Regions from separate parts of the Mus musculus genome. Here region 2 is linked to region 1. A link is a contact called in public promoter capture Hi-C data. All regions are on one chromosome and are shown on one strand. The core of a region is the stretch at or near the end of the contact, and the rest is flanking DNA. Distances in the headings are between cores, read along the strand shown. Region 1 holds the start of Paf1 (Paf1, RNA polymerase II complex component). Region 2 holds the start of Syne4 (spectrin repeat containing, nuclear envelope family member 4).

Evidence for each region. Promoter capture Hi-C pulls out the DNA fragments that hold promoters and counts their contacts.
Region 2: a promoter capture Hi-C map of liver shows a contact between it and region 1, with 3 times the contacts expected there. The contact joins the promoter of Syne4 here to the promoter of Paf1 in region 1. A contact is called at or near these places in 2 of 39 promoter capture datasets (both in liver), 2 of 484 Hi-C or Micro-C datasets (B cells and CD8 T cells) and 4 of 115 datasets of contacts at active chromatin or transcription factors (astrocytes, bone marrow-derived dendritic cells, regulatory T cell precursor and 1 more).

What each region holds. Positions count from the first base shown.
Region 1 is chr7:28,391,359-28,394,700 of GRCm38.p6, reverse strand. It overlaps Paf1 (Paf1, RNA polymerase II complex component), which reads right to left and starts at 1,705. Exons shown (of 14, transcript NM_019458.3): 1 at 1,447-1,705; 2 at 1,003-1,032. The coding sequence starts at 1,493. It overlaps Med29 (mediator complex subunit 29), which reads left to right and starts at 2,011. Exons shown (of 4, transcript NM_026042.3): 1 at 2,011-2,250. The coding sequence starts at 2,038.
Region 2 is chr7:30,312,976-30,316,317 of GRCm38.p6, reverse strand. It overlaps Syne4 (spectrin repeat containing, nuclear envelope family member 4), which reads right to left and starts at 1,502. Exons shown (of 8, transcript NM_153577.2): 1 at 1,232-1,502; 2 at 918-1,056; 3 at 1-88. The coding sequence starts at 1,359. It overlaps Alkbh6 (alkB homolog 6), which reads right to left. Exons shown (of 7, transcript NM_198027.3): 7 at 2,015-2,399. The coding sequence ends at 2,136.

The DNA of each region.
Region 1 (3,342 bases), core at 456-2,955:
ACTCTTGTCTCAAAAGAATTAATAGTACCCACACTTTAATACCAGCCTTGGGGAGGCAGAGGCAGTGGATCTCTGAGTTTGAAGCCAGTCTGCTCTACAGAGTGAGCGAGTGAGTTCCAGGACAGCCAGAGCTACACAGAGAAACTCGGTCTTGAAAAAAGAAAGAGTAGTAGTAACAATTTTAAAAAACAGGCTCGAAGAGCTGGTGAGATGGCTCAGCGGTTAAGAGCACTGACTGCTCTTCTGAAGGTCCTGAGTTCAAATCCCAACAACCACCTGGTGGCTCACAACCACCCGTAATGAGATCTGACGCCCTTTTCTGTTGTGTCTGAAGACAGCTACAGTGTACTTATATATAATAATAAATAAATCTTTAAAAAAAAAAAAAGCGCACTGATTGCGGCTTCCAAAGGTCCTGAGTTCAAATCCCAGCAACCACATCGTTGCTCACAACCATCCATAACAAGATGTGACCCCCTCTTCTGGGGTGTCTGAAAACAGCTACAGTGTACTCACATATAATAAATCTTTAAAAAACAAACGGGCTGGAGAGATGGCTCAGCAGTTAAGGTCCTGAGTTCAAATCCCAGCAACCACATGGTGGCTCACAACCATCTGCAATGAAATCTGATGCCCTCTTCTGGGGTGTCTGAAGACTGCTACAGTGTACTTACATACAAACAAACCCTGCCTCAAGCTGACAAGATACCTCAGCAGGTGAAAGTGCCTGCTGTCCAGCCTAAGGAAATGTCTTTAGACTGCCACTCAGAGCTAAGGTGTGTACAATTTAAACACACACACACACACACACACACACACACACACACAACCCTAGGCCTGTGCTGCTGGGCACATAAGGCTGCAATCCCGGCACCCATGAGACTGGGGCACAAAGACCAGTCTGGGCCACTTTATGAGATTCTCCAAAGCACAAAAAAGGCCCCCTAACCGCCTCCCCTGTTCGTGTTCCACCCCTCCTGGAAAACGGAGCTGGGAGCTTACCTCTCAGGCAAGGTCCGGTGGGAATTGGGCCTGGTTTCGGGGAGAAGAGAGAGAGAGAGAGAGAGAGAGAGAGAGAGAGATGTCAAGAGTTGGCCATGTGAGTGGAAAGGCCGGCCCCCGAATTTCTGAAGGAGTGATGGTGATGATGGTGATAAAGCATGAAGCCAGATGCTCAATCCCCTGAGGAGAGCAATCCAGAAGCTTCACTGAAGGAGACTGAGGTCTGACTCCCTCCCGCAAGGTGCAATTCCGAAATTGAATAGCAGGGGACCAGGAAGCGACCGCAGAGCCCAGGGGGGACCGCCCCTTCATCGGGGGTGAGCGCTGCGCGACCTCGGGGGCCGACCTGAGGGAATCAGTGATGTCGCAAGCAGCCCCCCTCGGCCTAGTCCCCAGCTTGCAGCTCACAAAACAAAATGAAGCGGCAGGTGACAGGAGACCTACCTGTGGCCATCTTCCCTCTGGGCCTGGGTCTGGATGGTGGGCGCCATCGCGACCAGGCGACGGCGGCGCGGTAGGCGTCCTCGCTGGCCGCAGGCGGACGCTGAGTGGCGTACCGACTTTGAGAGACGCCGGATCCAAGGACAGGCTCCCGTAGACGCCGGGCTCCGCGGGGAAAGGGGATGAAGTGGGCCGACGAGAAGGGCTCGGGTGTGACTGAAGTAAGAGCACAGACAGCGTCGGACACAGACTTGCAGCTCCCGCTCCGACTGCTACCAAGACGCAGAAGACTAGACAGGTCGCTCCTGGCCGCAAGGCCTTCAGGGAAATAGAGTTTGGTCAGTCCTTCACAGTGATTGGCGAGCTGTGGGTGAAGGGGCGGAGCCGTGGGGGAACTCCTCTTATGATTGGCGAAAAGATATTCCACTCATGGCCTCGGATTTGGGAGGGCGGAGAAAAATGCATATCCTCTTCTCCCATTGGCTAATCTGTCGGTAAGGCATGGCTAACTAGGAGGTCAGCCAACTGAAAAAGCTGAGGAGCTACCGGAGCAGACGCATTTATGACGCATTTCCGGCGTTCTAGCGGAGGAAAATGGCTGCGCCCCAGCCACAGGCTGCAGCGGTTTCCTCTGCGTCTGGTGTGTCAGGCCCGGGTTCTGCCGGGGGTCCGGGTCCCCAGCAACAGCCACAACCGACCCAGTTGGTGGGTTCTGCCCAGAGCGGGCTCCTGCAGCAGCAGCAGCAGGACTTCGATCCTGTGCAGCGCTACAAGATGCTCATCCCGCAACTGAAGGAGAGTCTCCAGGTGATGGGCCCTGCGCGGGGAGCAAGAGGGGCTGGCTGGCGGGCGGGCGGGCTCCGGGGACGAGCGCCGAGGGGCTGTTTGTTGAAGGAGAGATCGTAGGTCGGGAAGAGAAGACAGACTAGCTGTGTTGTGTTTGTGTCTAACCAAAGTGAAGCTCCGGTCAGCTGTAGTGGTGGCGCGTTCTTAATCCCCGTGCTGGGACAGCAGAGGGGGACGGATCTGAGCTCGAGGCCAGTCTGGTCTATAGAGTTCCAGGCCGACCAGGGTCTACATAGTGAAACCCTGTGGAGAGAAAGGAGATGAGGATGAATGACAATTTTTGTTTGTTTGTTTTTTTTTGTTTTTCGAGACAGGGTTTCTTTGTATAGCCCTGGCTGTCCTGGAACTCACTCTGTAGACCAGGCTGGCCTCGAACTCAGAAATCCGCCTGCCTGTGCCTCCCAAGTGCTGAGATTAAAGGCGTGCGCTACCATGCCCAGCATGAATGACAATTTTAACTGTGTATGGTAGTGCAAGCCTTTAATTCCTGCCTTCTGGAGGCAAAGGAAGGTAAATCTTTTGAGTTCCAAGACAGCCTTGGCTACACAGAGAAACCCTGTCCCAAAAAACTAGATGGAAGTGGGGGAGGCAGGAGGAGAAGAGTAAAAAGAGAAACCGTTCTGGTTAAGTTCCGTGCAGAAGTACGGCCTAAGTGTCATTTCAGTCCATGATGACTAGATAAAGGGTATGTCCAGGAAGCTATTAGTGGTAATTCCAAACGAGAGCAGGTTACTGAAAAATTACAGGGAGATTGGGGGCTAGAGAGTTGCCTCAGCAGTTAAGAGCACTAACTGCTTTTCCTAGTGGTCCTGAGTTCAAATCTCAGCAACCACATGGTGGCTCATAACCATCTGTAATGAGATCTGATGCCCTCTTCTGGTGTGTCTGAAGACAGCTACAGTGTACTCTTATAAGAATAAAGTCCTTTAGAAAGGCCGGGCGCGGTGGTACACGCCTTTAATCCCAGCACCTGGGAGGCAGAGGCAGGCGGATTTCTGAGTTTGAGGTGAGTTCCAGGACAGTCAGGGCTACCCAGAAAAACCCTGCCTCAAA
Region 2 (3,342 bases), core at 253-2,752, 1.9 Mb before region 1:
GGTCCTGCAGCCGGAAGTTCAACCTCAACAGACAAAGATGTAGACTGTCCTGTTCAGCTTCTAGTACTTCCAAACCAGAGTCAGAGTGCTGGAGATTCCAGGGGACCAAAATCAGGGCCAATGGGCCAAGACACTACCCCTACTCCCAAGCAGGCTGCTGCCTTGTGGATGTTTCTCTGAAGCCACACCCATTCGAGAACCAACATTTGGGCTGCTCCCACTTGGCAGCCCTTTACACCAAGGCTGAAGACATCTAATTTAAGATTTCCAGGTTCCCGAGCCTTCTAGAAAGGTCTTTATATGGGTCTAAACTAGGAAGGATAATGGAGCAGAGTACCCCCAAAAGGAATGGGGTTATTAATAAAATTCTCATTTCCTACTTGGTAAAACGTGGAAATATGTCCAGCTTGGAGATGATAAAATGTAACTCCAGTTCTCTGAGGCAAGAGAACTGAAAGTTCAAGGGCAGCCTGAGCTACACAGTGAAAGCATATCTCAAATAAGGAGGTCGGGGGAACCGGGGAGATGGCTCAGTTGATAAAATGTTTGCTGTACAAGCAAGTGCTCAAAGAACCAAGCATGTGGCACCGGCTGGTCAGTGACTGGAGGCAGATTCGTGGCGCTCACTCACCAGCCACCCTAGCCAGGTTCAATGGGAGACTCTGTCACATAGTGGAAAGTGACTGAGAGACACTGGCACCGGCACGCATGATGTGCCTGTATCCCTGCTCACACTTAGGCACACAGAGTAAATACACAAAACGATTAAAAATAAGTGAAATACTGATTGGCAACCAGATGTCCTTACGGTGTCCCTTCCTCCACAGCACCCCCCAGAATCATATCATCTGAGCAAGGGGCAGATTCCGGGGGACAGACAGGAAGTGGGACTGGAACAGAGGGTGTGCTCAGCTCACCTCACAGGGCTTGCCCCCGTCTTGATGCTCATGGGAAGAGGCCAGGGGGAGTCTTGAGGGGCTGGTGGCAGACTCAGTGCTCTTCAGTTCACCCATGCAATGCTCAGGCAGGCCCAAGGAGGCCTGGACCTGCTCTGGCCTAGAGAGGAGAAAGGTTGATGGGCCACCTGTGAGGCACAGTGTCTCCTTTTCCACCTCACCATATGCCCACTTTTCTCCATGTCCTTCTTCAGTCAGTCACACATGGCCCTTCCCACAGACCCCTCCCTCCCTCCCTCCCTCCTTCGGAACCACTATCAAGCCCCAGTCCCCACCTGCTTGTCTCTTCCTCAGGTGCAGGGCAGATGGTCCCTCCGACAACATCCAGCTCTCTAGGAGCTGCCAGGGGACAATTCACAGGCTCTGGCGGGAATTCACGGCCAAGAGGTGGAACCAGGGCCATGGCCGTGCACTTGGGGATCGTCAGGTGAGGATGTCCAGTAACAGCAGCCGCTTTCTTAGACAGTCCAGACCCCCATGCTTTCTCAGCAGGACTCACAGCCTAAGTCCGAGGCTACTGAGGGGCCCAGGGGCCAGCCTAGCTCCACCCCTTCCTGGAAGAACCTGGACTAGAGAAATCTGATGCCTGGCTGAGGTGCGGAGGCATTTAACTCCTTCCTCCCCAGCAGGAGAACCTAAACCTTCCAATACCACCCGCTCGCCATCGTGGGGCTTTGAGAGAAAACGTCACCCATCTCAAGACCTTGGATCCTGTCACCTTCAGGGACACCTGTGTCTCAGGGCCCGTCCCATTCATTTAAAGTCTCAGGTATAAGGATACTGAAAAAAAGTCCCAGCACCTGGCAGCTAAAGCCTGTCACCTCAGGCAAGCTGGTCTCAAGTTCAAGGCCAGCCTAGGCAACTTATGGAAGCCCTATTGCAAAACTAAAAAATAATGCAATTGTTGCCTGGGTTGTAGTTTAGTGGTACAGCATTTGTCTAGCATCCAAGAAGCCCTAGGTTCTATCTCCAGTATTGAAGGGGGAGGGGGGGGCAGAGAGAAAGAAACTGAAGTATCTCTTCCCATCTAGTTAAAAAAAAAAAAATCCAAAACGAGTAAAGGTATTTTCTGTTTATTTGGAATGGTGTCTTCTCCATGGTTTCCATAGTTACTGGGGAAATAAATAACCCTGGACAGCTACCTCTGCCCTAGGGTTCCAAGGTCTTAGAACCTGGTGGTCACTTGCTCAGCAGGAGGCTGGCGCGCAGCACACGGGGCACGCGGCGAATGGTCAGTGAGACACGGGTGCCGCGCACCAGGTGGGCTCCGGGCAGCGCTGACTTGCAAGCGGTGGCATTGGGTGGCAGCGAGGTGGCGTCCAGCTCATCCACACGGGTAGCTGAGATGCCGTGGAGCAGGCGTGTGTAAGCTGTGCCCCGGAGCACCAGCAGGCTCCGTGGTTCCACCAGCAGCGAGGTGATGGGCCGTTGAGGAGGCCTGGGCTGCGGGAATCAGTTGATAATGGTAAATGGATATCCAGAGTTTGGGAGTGTGTGAAAAGTCAGCGGGCATCCGTAGCTGGTCAGGGGACAAGGGTCAGCAGGCCCTCAGGAGTGGTAATCTATAGGTTCTGGGGACAAGACTATTGGCCCGCCGTGTGTGTGTGTGTGTGTGTGTGTGTGTGTGTGTGTGTGTGTCCAGTTCTTTGGGAGGAGACAGGGCCTATGCTGCATTTTAAGACATAAAGGGCTACTACATTGTGGGAGCTTCAGCTGGCATCTGAGGGGCTGGGACAGACATGGGCAGTCCTAGGGATACTTACGCAGAGCTAATCTGGGGGTGCACTGCTGGGGTCAGGCTCTAATACAGAGGTTAAAGGGAATGGCCTATCCCGGGACTCTGGCTGTTAGGGAGGCTTTACTCAGGAATGGTATTACAGCAAGCCTGCCTGGGTAGAAGAGATGGAAAAGACGGAACTTTAGGGAGTGGAGCTAACATCTGGCCAGGGTGTTCGGAGAGTTGGAGGAAGACTCTATGAACACTGGGGTATCAAGAATGCATGACTTAAGAGCTAGCAGTCAGAGATAAGGGTGTCCCCAAAAGAGCCGTGTGAGGTTAAGGGGAATCTAGAGGTGATAGAGCATATGACTAGAGTTTCAGGACGCTGGTATTAAGGTGCCCTGTACAGTCTAGGAGGACACAGGGGCACACATGAGTGAATGACACAGTGGGATATCTTGAGGATGTCAAGAATATGCATTGGAGCCAGGCACGGGGGCACACGCTTACAACGCTGGCACTGGGAGGATGGGACAGAAAGATGGCAAACGTGAGGCCAGCCTGGGCTACATACATCTGTTCACAAAAATAAGTAAACAGTAGTTTCTAAAAAAAACTTTGTTGGAACACCGTGTTGAGCTCAAGTGGTCTGAGGGAGGGTCACAG